3 separate regions of the Mus musculus genome follow, and all the other regions are linked to region 2. Evidence: chromatin contacts called from public HiChIP or PLAC-seq data. All regions are on one chromosome and are shown on one strand. The core of a region is the stretch at or near the end of the contact, and the rest is flanking DNA. Distances in the headings are between cores, read along the strand shown.

Region 1 (4,070 bases), core at 475-2,974, 73 kb before region 2:
ATTCCCTAACCAGCATTTGTGCAGCCCAGGGCAGTGGCACACCAGCTCAGAAATTAGACGTTTTTCCGCTGGGGACACAGGTAATCCACTCACTCTCCTGCCGAATGACCAATACTAATAATATGGTGTTGTCTTTACTTATATGTGGGACCTTACTTAGCACACTGGAAGCTGGGCATTGGTCTTCAAGCAGGGATGCATCCATGTTTAACAGCTCAGAGCTGGCTATAAAATTCCTTCTCTTTACCAAACGCCCCCATCTCCTGTTCTCTGACCTCTCACATTTTCTCCCTCCTCCTTTTTTAAACTCAAAGTTTTACGTATCAAGGCAGCTTTCCCCCAAAGCAGTCTCTGCTGTGTAACAGACAGCGAGGGAGGGTAATGTGGCAAGGAGTGATAGGCAATGAGAGATTAGCGACAGTGCAAGATTTAGGAAAAATTAAAGATAACAGCGGGACAGTGGTAGCACACTCGGGAGGCAGAGGCAGGCAGATCTCTGAGTTTGAGGCCAGCTTGGTCTACAGAGTGAGTTCCAGGACAGTCAAGGCTACTCGGAGAAACCTGTATTGGAAACAAACAAACAAACAACCCCCCCCCCAAGTTTTCTGAGGGGAAAAAAAGGTGGTAGAAGTCATGTAATCTCTTTATTAAAGCTTGTGTGTGAGCCAGTGACATAAGAACAGACAGCTTCTTCCTTTGCTTTTTTTTTTTTTTTTTTTTTTTAAGTAAGCAACAGAATGGTGGAAAACAGTCGGCCAGAGGAAGGGCTAATGGAGATGAGAATGGTCAGCGCAGCTTTAGTGAAGAGACAGTGAGGGTTTTTCAATACGTGTGTGCTATAAAGCCTTCTAGTTCTCAAGGCACTTAGCATTTGTTTCTTTGTTTTTAGAGGTCCTACTTGGGTGCTAGGAAACTATATCAGTTACCATTTCTTTTCTTTTCTTTTCCTTTCCTTTTCTTTTCTTTTCTTTTAAATCTTGCTATTTATTTGAGAAAACAGAGACAATGTCTATTCCAATATACAATTAAGTAGTACTTCAGAGTTAAAAACAAATAAAAACACCCTCTCTAGAATTATTTCCTTAAGGAAGAAAAAAAAAAGAATTGAATAAGTTACTATAATCTTTAAATTTAGCATAAAGCAGTGCAAATAATTCTTTCCCTTCTCTCTTCTTCTCCTTCTCCTCCTTCTCCTCCTTCTCCTCCTTCTCCTCCTTCTCCTCCTTCTCCTTCTTCTCCTCCTCCTCCTCCTCCTCCTCCTCCTCCTCCTCCTTCTTCTTCTTCTTCTTCTTCTTCTTCTTCTCCTCCTCCTTCTCCTCCTCCTCCTCCTCCTCCTCCTTCCTCTTCCTCTCCCTCCTCCTCCCCCTCCTTTTTTTTTTTTTTTGGTTACATAAATTGTATATGTGGGTGCCAGTATATGCTGGAATAGAACCCAAGGCCTTGGGCATGCTGGGCTAGTACAGTACCACAGAAGTATAGCCCTAGCCAATATATTTTAAGATTATAACCAAATATTTTAAGATTTAAAAAAAATACATATTAGATTGCTTTCTTTTTGCTTCAGCTTCAGTTGCCTAGTTATGCCTCAGATTAATTTACAGCTTCTTAAAACTCCAGCAGTTGCTTGGCACAATGGGCACACACCTGTAATGCCAGTACTGAGGAGGCAGAAGTAGGACTGTTAGGCTGTCCTGATTATGCAGGGAGCTCCAGGCCAGCCAGGGCTGCACTGCACTCCCTGTCTCCGGAGAAAAAGAAGAATGAACGTAAATTCTTGTTAGCTTCTGTAGCTAGTACTCAGCTTTATCAGAAAAACCAAATAAATAGAGAAGATAAAACTGGAAACCGAGATCTGGGTGGAGAGATGGCTCAGTAGGTGAAGCATTTGCTGTGCAGGCGTGGGCAGCTGGTTTGGAGTCCCATGTAAAAGCCGTGTACAGTTAAAGGGGGACAGGTGGATCACGGGCGCACTGGCCAGCCAGACTAATCAAATAGATGAGCTACAAGTCTAATGAGAGGCTCTGCATCAAAAATTAAGGTTGCAGAGTACTAAAGGAAGACAGCCAACATCAACCTTTGATGGTTAACTCTTATGCGCATCCCTCCACACACACCACCCTCTCACCTCCCCCTCCAGACGAAAATGAAAACATGGGCCTGAACTAATTTGCATGCAGACAAAACTCAGCATCGCAGTGTTTGTTTTCAAGGAGCCTCCATCCCACTCTAAAGCAACTCTGGAGCCTCCTCGTGCTGTAACTGTTTTACAATGGGCTCAACCCCTGCTGGAAGGTCTGTTTCCCAACCTCCAGGGATGTGTGTCCATGGTAACAGGAAAATATGCTGAACTCCCACTCTCAGTGAGCTTTTATCTGAACACTCACAGATGCCTTTCTTCCTAAATTTTCAAACTTTTTTTTTTTTAGATGCAGGAAGCAACAAGAAGGGAGACAAGTGACCTTCACCAGGAAGATGGTAAATATTTTGCTCATTGGGTATCCAGAGAGATCTGGATGGGATAAGATTTACAAGATGACCCGGCAGCGCTCCATCTTCTGGTCAGCTGACCCTTCTGCTTTCCCCAGGGACTGGCTCAGAGCTTACCATCTGGGAGGCTTTTCTGCTTGAAGAGTGACTGTTTCCTTCTACACCGTTTCTCTTTCTTCTCCTGCTTTCCTCCAAATGACAATATGGTCATTTAGGAAACTATCTCCGTTACCATTTCTTTTCTTTTCTTTTCTTCTTTTTTCTTTTTGCTCATTGGGATTAAACCCCACAAGATTTCTTTAATGCAATTTCCATTTAGATTTATCTTTGTTTTTATTTCTTTCTTTAGCCCAGGCATCCAATCCCTTCTGAGATCATTTCCTCCAGCTTATAGTGCATCCTTCGGTGTGGCCTGTTGGTGATGAACTCTCTGTTCTGTTTGTTGGCTTAATGCTTCCCCTTCACCATTATTCTTTTTTTTTTCTTTCTTTCTTTCTTTTTTTTTTTTGGTTTTGGTTTTTTTTTTGTTTTGTTTTGTTTTGTTTTGTTTTGGTTTGGTTTGGTTTGGTTTGGTTTTGGTGGTTTTGGTGTTTTTTTTTTTTTTTTTGGTTTTTTTTTTTTTTTTTTTTGGTTTTTTTGAGGCAGGGTTTCTCTGTGTGGCCCTAGCTGTCCTGGAGCTCACTTTGTAGACCAGGCTGGCCTCGAACTCAGAAATCTGCCTGCCTCTGCCTCCCAAGTGCTGGGACTAAAGGCGTGCACCACCGCTACCCAGCTCACCATTATTCTTGAAGGGGATTTTGGGTGAGGGTAGGGTTCTATATTGCGGGATGCTTCTTTCAGAACGGTGCCTTATTCCACTGGATCACTGGTGTCTATTACTCATGAACTGAACTCATTAGTTCTGAAAAATATAACTATGGTTTATACACTCTTCTTATTCTTCTGGAACTCTTAATTAAACAAATATATCACAGTTTGTTCTCTCCCCCCTCCCCCACCCCCCGCCTCCAAAGTGGTGGTTTCAAGACAGAATCTCACTGGCTGTCCTGGAACTCACTATGTAGATCAGACTGGCCTCTAACTTACAGAGATCCTCCTACCTCTGCCTTTGTGCTGGGAGTAGATGTGTATTCCACTGTGCCCAGCTAATTTATTTATCTCTTGTTCTTTTATATTTTTCATCTTTTTTGTTTGTTTGATTGATTAACACTTTGAATAATCCTTCTGGTTCACCTTTCTTTGTTGTTGTTGTTGGGTTTTGTTCTGTTTTGTTTTTTGTTTTTTGTTTTTTGTTTTTTGTTTTTTGAGGCAGGGTTTCTCTGTGTAGCCCTGACTGTCCTGGAACTCACTCTGTAGTCAAGGCTGGTCTGGAACTCAGAGATCCACCTGCCTCTGCCTCCTGAGTGCTGGCATTAAAGACGTGGGCCACCACTGCACAAAAAGTCCACCTTTCATCTTATTAACATTTTCCTTAGCTATGTTTCCGCTATTAAAACTGTGGGCTAAAATCTTTTTTTGTTGTTGTTTGGTTTGGTTTGGTTTGGTTTTTTCGAGACAGGGTTTTTCTGTATAGCCCCAGCTGT
Region 2 (4,342 bases), core at 174-2,673:
AGGCCAGGGTTCCACCATTGTCCATATTTATAGACAGAGGATGGGTGGATGGAAACACACGAGTGACTCTGAGTGGGGACAGAGGAGTGACTCTGAGTGGGGAACAGGGGTCTTCATGCAGAGTTCTTCCTCTCAAGAGAGTCTGGACACCAGCTCCTTCCCGAAGAGTTCACTGGCTCTTCAGGAACCCACACCCGGATGGAAGGGAGGGCTTTGAGTGTTTACATGAAACACTGGACCGGATTCTGGATACAGGGAAGAGAATGAACCGCAGGACAGAGAGCTGTGATAAGGAATCTATGACCCTCTCAGGACCTAGAAAGGATAGAGATGAGGAATGGGGAGGTGTGTGTGTCAAGGGGGGAAGGTCTGGGGGTTCACAGACGTAGGGATCTCCACAGCTCGGCTTTGCTCCTCGCTCTGCACTTAACCCCCAGTGCCTGCCAGAGCCCTGGCATGCATGTTAGGCACAGGTTGCCAGACACGGGGGTGGCGCAGGGTGCCAGGCCACACACAAACAAGGACCTTCATACACACAGGGAGGGAAATGCACCCACACACTACTTAATTCATCCCCTGGGGACTCAGTGTAGCAGATCAGGGACCACCCTGTCCTGACCCTTCTCCCAGGTCTTCCCATTAACTGGTTCCTGGGGAGGGGGTAGATGAAGCTAAAGAAAAAAGGAGACCTTGATGCCTTCATTGACCTTTCCATCTCTGTCTTTCTCTGTGTGTTTCTGTCTCTCTGTATGTATGTCTCTCTCCTCCTCCTCCTTCCTCTCCCTCCATCCCCAGTTCTAGACTATGGAAGAAAATGAAGTGAAACAGAACCCCCCTTCTCTCCTAGCTGTGGCTGAGAACTACCCAGGTGAGAGTGCACATTTGGGCGTGTGTACCAGGGACCTAAGGCCATGCCTGGCACTGCATGCGGGGGCGGGTGTGGCTGGCAGCAGACTCTGGCTGCTTCCATGCAGTGTTCTGGAAGTCATGGCAGTCACAGCCACAGCAATGTGGAATACTTGAATGAAAGTTGGTGGTGGTGGTGCTGATGTTGGTGGTATGTGTGTGTTAAGTATCCCTGAGGAAGCGTGAGCAGGATGTGCACTCCTGAGCTCGGAGGCTCAGAGTCCTTGGCATGCCAATAGGCGCACAGGAGTGAATGAGATGTAAGGCACAGGGTTGGGCAGACTGGCCCTTTCCCGGGCGAAGCTGGCGACTGACGGCTCCGCCTCATGCAACTTGGGGACTTTGTTCCGGCTTCTTCGAAAACGGATCTAGACAGGGGGGCTGGGCGGGGGGGCACCTGCCTGGCGTGGGGTGCTAAGATAGAAGTGGAGGAAAGCCCCACCCTAGCCCCGCCTTCGCACCGCCCCAACCCCGCCCCCAGGGCGCTTTATAAGCTGGGTCCGAGGACCCCGCAAAGAAAGCGAGTATCCCTCCCACCCCAGGCCGGTGTTCCTCTGCATTCCGTGTCCTAGCCTCGAGTCCCTCTCGGCGCTCCCCAACCAGGCCCCCGCCCCGCCCCAGCCCGGCCCCGAAGTCATGGAGCGCTGGCCTTGGCCGTCGGGCGGCGCCTGGCTGCTGGTGGCTGCCCGCGCGCTGCTGCAGCTGCTGCGCTCAGACCTGCGTCTGGGCCGCCCGTTGTTGGCGGCACTGGCCCTGCTGGCTGCTCTCGACTGGCTGTGCCAGCGCCTGCTGCCCCCGCCGGCGGCACTCGTGGTGCTGGCTGGTGCTGGCTGGATCGCGTTGTCCCGCCTAGCGCGCCCTCCTCGCCTGCCGGTGGCCACTCGCGCGGTGCTCATCACCGGTGAGTGTGCAGAGCGCAGGGACTCCAGGCTGGAGGGCGGGACCGCACACCTAGAGGGTTTCCCTTGGGCGCCATCAAGGGGAACTCCGCAGCTCAGACGTAAGAGTCCTTCTCTAAACGCAAGAAAGTGAGCCAAGTAGGAAGCTCCGGGCACCTCACCAAGTCTGGGTTAACTACCTGCGACCGCGAGGATTATTGGTGAGAAAGTAGAGAGTGGGCAGGTGCTCAAAGGAAACTAGTGACTGAAAGAGGAGAAACTTAGTTTATGCTGAGCTCCTTAAGAGATCAGGTGTGGAGCAGAAGACAGTACTTTAGGGGACTTCAGAAGACCCGAGACGGGGATAATGCCATCTCTTGAACTCTGCCTGACATCCCCCACATCACTAGAACACAGTATCTGCTATTCTCTGGGGGCAGAGTGCTTAGATGGTGAGTTCTGCTCCCCGACCTCCTCTGGCTGGAATCCTTGGAGTTCAGAACCGCCTGAGTTCACAGCAGCTGGAGAGTAGCTGCTTCTTAGATCCAGCTACCCACTGCCAAAACTGCAGCCGCCTGCAGTCTACACCTAACACCTCATCCTGCCCAGCCCTGGGTGCCCAGGAAAGGGTCCTCAGAGAGCTGGACTCAGGTGTCTCTAGTGCCTGCCTGTGCTTTCTTTGTCTGGAGCAGGGAATAAATCTGTCATCAGGAGGGAAGGGGAGGGGAGGGGGGCTGCAGACCCAGCAGGAAATGGGGAGGGGGAGGAAGGCCAGGGGGCATTGGTCCATTGCATGGGGGGAGGGGCAGCTGTTTCTCCCCCAACCACCATGGCTTCTTGGAGGTCTTGGTCCTTTATGGGTGGTCTGCATGATAGGATAGGGCCGGGAGACTTTAGGAGGAAATCCTTGAACTGGACCTTGGAGGGAGTTGGGTAGTGACAGGTGGAATCTGAAAGGTGTCTTGGATCCTAGAAAGGGCGTGAGACAAAGGTTTAAGACAGAAAGAAATAAGCACGGTTTGGGAAGGGGACAGTCAATAACCAGTCTGGCTGGGGGGGGGGGGGGATGTGAAGTTTCCTTGGGAGGAGACCCGAATGTCAGGTGAGAAACCAGATTGCACTAAGGTGATATGGCTTCGGAAGAGAGGGTGGAGGTTGAGTAGGACTCAGGTGATATGGAAGAGACTTCCAGAGTGAGTGTGAAGCCACGGCAAGCCCCCCCCCCCCCCCCCTTTCAGGAGCCTGAGGAAGGAAAGCTACTGAATTCCCTTGAAATGAAGCAGGGACTCGTTATAGGCTCTGCCTTCAAACATGGAACAGATCTCTTCCTGTCCTGTGTGAGCGGCTTTCACCAGATCCTATGCCACTTCAGGTTCTACTGATACAGCTGGGGCATCCTGAGATCTCACCTCAGGTCTTTGCTACTGGTCTAGTCTTGAGCCTGAGCAAGAGGTGAGAAGAGGGATGCTTTCTGTGCCCCAGGCTCCTTCCATCTCTGCAAACCTCAGTGTTTGGGAGAAGAGAATTTGGCCCCAGCCTACTCCCGTGTAAGCACTGGAAGTTGGCTTCTAGCTTCCTGATGCCTGAAAACTCTGGGGTTTTCCGAGTCACCACCAAGCAGCAAGAGCACTTAAGTGACCGGTTCTTGACCCACCTGCCAAGAACACTGCGCTTTCTGCCTACACTCATCCCTCCCCAAGAATGCCCAAGAATTGTTTGTCAAACCTAGGCCACAAGCTCAGCCATGCTGTCATGTCTGGGCTGTGTGACTTGGTACCTTGTGTGCATGCATTATGTATGTGTCTTCGTGCTGAAGGGAGACAGGGGTCAAGCTCGTGTGTGAACATGCAGGCAGGTTTACAGGTGAGCAAGAGGGTAAGGACCCCGGAGCTGAGTTTCTGGGAGGCTTTTAGTAAAGTTCTGTCTCCTCCAAAAGGAAGCAGAAGCAAGAGTGCATGTGTGTGCACACACACTCCCTTCCCCCAGTCAGATTTGCTTGGGAAGGACCCCTCAACACAGACTAGCAGGCCCCAGCTACACAAAGCCCGGTTTGCAGCCCCCAACCAGCTTTGTTCTCTTCTCAGCTCAGGGGGGAGGGGCTGAGACGAGGAGGGGTGCTGTTTGTCCAGGAGTGGGGAAGCTGGGCTGCAAAGCAGCTTTTCTGCACAGCAGGACCTCGGGGCTGGCAGCTCCACAGACTCCCCTCCCCCACTGGCCCTCCTCATCCTCTCACTGGCCACCCACAGAGCCAGGATCAGCATGGAAACCATCAAGGAAGCAAGGGCTTATCAGTACCAGGGACCCCCACACTGGGGCCTTGCCTGGTGGTTCTTATCTCTGCATACCAAGGGCAAGAAAATGAAGACTCCATGGGTAGTCACCGACCTTGGGTCACACTTAGTGGTGTGGGAAGGGATTCCAATGCAGGTCTGTTTTCTTCACTTACCATGCATGGTTCCTAGCCTGAGAGGAAAAGTGATCTGGGGCTCAGCAAATGTATACATACGTCCGAAGTCAATGATTGGAATTCCAAGGGCAGAGATCAAGGGGGAGTTGGG
Region 3 (3,834 bases), core at 49-2,548, 120 kb after region 2:
CCAGAAACCTCTCTTCCTGCCTCAAACTTACTTCTGGTCTTGGATTCTACAATCCAACAGTCTAGACTTGTCTTTCTGTTTACTTCCTTGTCTATTATCCTCTTTCTAATCTTGGACTTTCTCTTCTATCTTTCCTCTAAGTCCAGTCATGGAGGGAAGCTCCACAACAGTGGGTGAATGGACTCAAGATGTTTAAACACATTTGCCTTAGTTACTGACATCTGAACAGTGGGATCTTACATGCTTCTAACTTTCCGATTCTTTTGGGGGGAATAAACAATATCTATTGATAATGGACCAGCATACCCACAACACAGCCCAGATGTATATGAATAGGGCAGAAGCTTGCTGCCAGGTGCATTTGTTATCCAAACAGCTAAAGCAAGAGAACTGGGACTACAATCCCGAGTCACATTCCAAGGCTATGGGGGGCGGGGAGAGAAGATGATTAGAACACCTGCCAATAGGGTCTTCCCGGGAAAGGGAAGGGATTAAGTACCACCGACTGGGAACCGAAATAAAAAGAACAGTCTTAAAAACTTAGACGTTCACGGTGCCAAATACAGCTAAACACGACTGCTGTGGTGTGGTCTGCTATATCTCCGGACTGAGGTGACTCTGTCCCGATTCTCTTAATTTCACATTCGGTTTTCTAAGGCCCTTTTCTTGGGAGGAAGACTACTAAGATCCCCGGGCGAAGCCCCTAGCAGTCGATCTTGAGCACTGGGCAAGTGTCGGAGAAGTGAGAGAGTGCGGGAACTCACTGCATTTGACTCGGCGGCGGGACAGGGTGCAGAGCTAACCCCGGGTGGGAGGAGACCGGGCAGGGTAGAACCCTGGCGCTTCCTCAACCCCCACGGCCCCAGCCCCGCGCGCTTACTTCAGCTCCCCGTCGTCCTCCCGCCCTTCGCAGCTTGGAGGGAAAATGAGCGAGCTAAGGAAATCAGGGCAACTAGGCGGAGACCCGATCGCCCAGAAGCCGCCAGCCTCCGCCCAGGGAAGCCCCACCCCAATGGGAACCAGGCCGCCTCCGCGCCGCCGGCAGAGCCCACGCGCGACCCGGCGAGGGCGCGGGAGGGCGCGTGCGGCGTGACGCCGCGCCTCGCGGCGCATCCCCGTGACGCCATCGCGCCGGCTTTTGAAAGTTGGCGCCCGGGGCCGCCTCCCATGCTGCCCTGCGCCAACCCCTCCCCTCACCTTTCCTCCCCCGCCCTCGTCGCCGCCGGCCGGCCCCCCCCACCCGACTCTTCCCTTATCAGCACCCGCGGCCCCGGCAGCGCCGACGCAGGCGCACTGCACCGCGCCGCCGCCATTTTGTGTCCGAGCCTGTGGAGCGATTAAACCGTGCGCGGAGCTGCTTCTTTGGCGGCAGCGGCGACCAGCAGCAGCCGGTGCGGGCGCGCGGAGCCGGCCGGGGACGCCAGGTGGCCGGAGCGGTGGAGCGGCGGCGGAGCGGGCGCCGCGGGGGGTGTGGCGCGAAGGTAAAGGGGGCCCGGGGTGGAGGAGGTTTCGCGGGCCGCCTCTAGGTGTCACGATGGGGCCGCTCCGGTCGGCGCTGGCTGCAGCCCGGCGCCAGCGCCAGCGCCGCCGCCGGGGGGTGTTTGTCTCCCTCTACCGTCCCTGCTGCGGCGCGGCCGCCGCCATTGCCCGGCGCCGCCGCCAGGGCCTGGCCAACCCCCTCCACGCCCGCCCGCCCGCCCGCTAAGCTTCCCTCCTCCCAACATGGTAGGCCTCTGGCGGCGGTGGCGACAGAGGCCTGCGCGCTCGGCGACTCCATTTTCCTTCCTTTGTCTCTACCCTCGAGGCCGGCTTTTGGCCCGGCTGATCTTCGGGCCACGGCCCGCCCTCTGCCCCTCCCGCGACGGATACCCCTTACCGAGTCTGGACCCTCTGAGGCTCGGTTGCCGCCGCTTGCTTCGCCTAGGGGTTCTGAACCCTCGGCCGGCCGCTTAGCCAGGTCCCGGAACCGTGTGGGTGTCGGGTCCCGACCGACGCGCCTCAGACTCCCCATCTTCAAGTCCAGCCGGTCCCGGAACCTACCCGATCTCCCTGCGTTGCTTCTCCAGCAGCTGGGGTGCTCTCTAGTCTCTCGTAGTCCGATCGTCCCCGCTGCCGGTCTCCGTCGCCGCCGAGTGTCGCAGGCGGCGCTGCTGTGGCTGCGAGCAGAGGGGACCCCTGAGCTGCCGAGAGCTCCCTCTGCAAGGCTGGCTGAGCTGCTCGCGCCTCGACGCCGCCCGAGCGGGCGGGGGAACGCGCGCTCGCCGCCCCCGCCGGGCCCCGCTGCGCCCCCAAACTCACGCCAGGGCATCGCGCGGGACCCGACCGGTGCGGCCCCCAATGGTGCGCGGAAAAAGACACGAATTCCTGCACCAAAGTAGTTTTTCTCCAGCTGTATTCGCACTCTTTCAGCCCCTTGAAACGATAGCAGTCAGACTTGGTGCGCTCAGAAATCTCAAAAGGGACTGAAACTTAATTTCACTCTCATCTCAAGTGATGTGATAAACTCATAAATTCGGGAGCATGGGCTGGTTGCGATGGTACAGGCGACGCTGGAGTTTGCCTCCTATTTAAAATGTCCTGACGCTAACTTTGCACTCCACTTAGGACCTGATGCTCTAGGGCTAGGCTAAGACAGTTCAGCCCCTCTCTAGAGATCGTGCAAACCGATCTAATGCGCCAATAGGGTAGAATGAACTTATTCATGACTGGACTGGTAATTTGACTGTTGGATGAAATGTGAGGGTTGATGTTGTAATTGGATCCTGGGTCACTTGCAGCAGATGGTTTATAAATTTCTGTGCCTAATGTAACTACTCTTTAGTATCTGACTTCCTGTATTGAGTTTAGCATTAAGTAAACATTAGCAAAGAGACTTAATACTTTTTTGGAGTTTAGATCAACTAAGAAAGCTAAAATTCCAAGGCATCCATAGGCAGGAAAAGAAATTAAACAGGGTATTTATCCTGGCATTAAGTCTTTTGCATTTAAAAGCTTCCTTTGATAAACTGCTGGAGTAACCTTTTCGTACCCACTCTAACACGGATTTTCTTTTTTTTTTTTTGGTTTTTCGAGACAGGGTTTCTCTGTATAGCCCTGGCTGCCTTGGAGCTCACTTTGTAGACCAGGCTGGCCTCGAACTCAGAATCCGCCTGCCTCTGCCTCCCGAGTGCTGGGATAAAAGCCTTTCCCCACCACGCTTAACACGGATTTTCTTACCAATTAGCCACTGATGTGTGGCTTAGGTTCTTAAGAAAAAAATCTAGGTTGACATTTTCAGAAAGAAAAGATAATGAGGTGCTTTAACACACCAACACACACACACAAACACACTGTCTCTCTAGCTCTGGCTGTCCTTGGAGCTCTGCAGACCAGGCTGGCCTCAAACTCAGATTCACCTGCTTCTCTCTCTGTCTTCCTAGCCCTGTGGTTAAAGATGTGCTCCAACGACGCACTCGCTTCCATCATCTTGATGCTAAGAAAGATTGTGTTGTTTACTGTGTGTGATTTCAGTTTGGAGGTTTTAGCAACCCACATTGTATGCAACTCTTTGAACACTCCCCAACCTTTCTGCCCTCCATAAATGAACCCAGGATTCTCTGGCTGGTTAGGCCACACTAGCCACACATTGAAATCCTATGAAACTGCTTTCGTGATGCTTGGGCATGCTATGCAAGTGTTCGGCCTGTGCACTGTGTTCTTAGTCATTTCAGCAGCACCTCATTCCTTTTTTAATTCTCCAGAATGTCCTTCCTCACCTTCTCTCTTTAGTAGTAGTGTAGAGTGCCAGCCTTGTAGAACTTTGTTTTTAAAATGTATTAAGCCAAACTATGTAAT

What was found. HiChIP or PLAC-seq counts read pairs in DNA pulled down with a chosen protein or histone mark.
Region 1: a contact with region 2 is called in an H3K4me3 HiChIP or PLAC-seq map of embryonic stem cells, with 25 read pairs. The contact joins the enhancer-like site here to the promoter of Hsd11b2 in region 2. A contact is called at or near these places in 18 of 39 promoter capture datasets (the 3T3-L1 cell line, 3T3-L1-derived adipocytes, the C10 cell line and 11 more), 3 of 484 Hi-C or Micro-C datasets (embryonic stem cells and nephron progenitors), 2 of 115 datasets of contacts at active chromatin or transcription factors (both in embryonic stem cells) and 3 of 9 other capture datasets (adipose tissue, liver and pancreatic islet).
Region 3: a contact with region 2 is called in an H3K4me3 HiChIP or PLAC-seq map of embryonic stem cells, with 19 read pairs. The contact joins the promoter of Ctcf here to the promoter of Hsd11b2 in region 2. A contact is called at or near these places in 1 of 39 promoter capture datasets (cranial neural crest), 2 of 484 Hi-C or Micro-C datasets (embryonic stem cells and nephron progenitors), 5 of 115 datasets of contacts at active chromatin or transcription factors (bone marrow-derived macrophages, embryonic stem cells, memory CD8 T cells and 1 more) and 2 of 9 other capture datasets (adipose tissue and pancreatic islet).

What each region holds. Positions count from the first base shown.
Region 1 is chr8:105,443,782-105,447,851 of GRCm38.p6, forward strand. Lrrc36 (leucine rich repeat containing 36) reads left to right here. Exons shown (of 14, transcript NM_001170788.1): 6 at 1-80; 7 at 2,427-2,475. Among named protein-coding and RNA genes, the nearest start is that of Tppp3, 26 kb to the right of the region's middle. Within about 2 kb of position 1,725, at least 47 of the 459 cell types and tissues checked have an H3K27ac peak or open chromatin away from gene starts, as enhancers often do. A contact at or near this core is called in adipose tissue, embryonic stem cells, hippocampal neurons and 1 more, where this site is marked.
Region 2 is chr8:105,517,323-105,521,664 of GRCm38.p6, forward strand. It overlaps Hsd11b2 (hydroxysteroid 11-beta dehydrogenase 2), which reads left to right and starts at 1,424. Exons shown (of 5, transcript NM_008289.2): 1 at 1,424-1,807. The coding sequence starts at 1,543.
Region 3 is chr8:105,635,240-105,639,073 of GRCm38.p6, forward strand. It overlaps Ctcf (CCCTC-binding factor), which reads left to right and starts at 1,299. Exons shown (of 12, transcript NM_181322.3): 1 at 1,299-1,481. Gm5914 (predicted gene 5914) reads right to left here and starts at 2,235. Exons shown (of 2, transcript NR_151742.1): 1 at 2,041-2,235.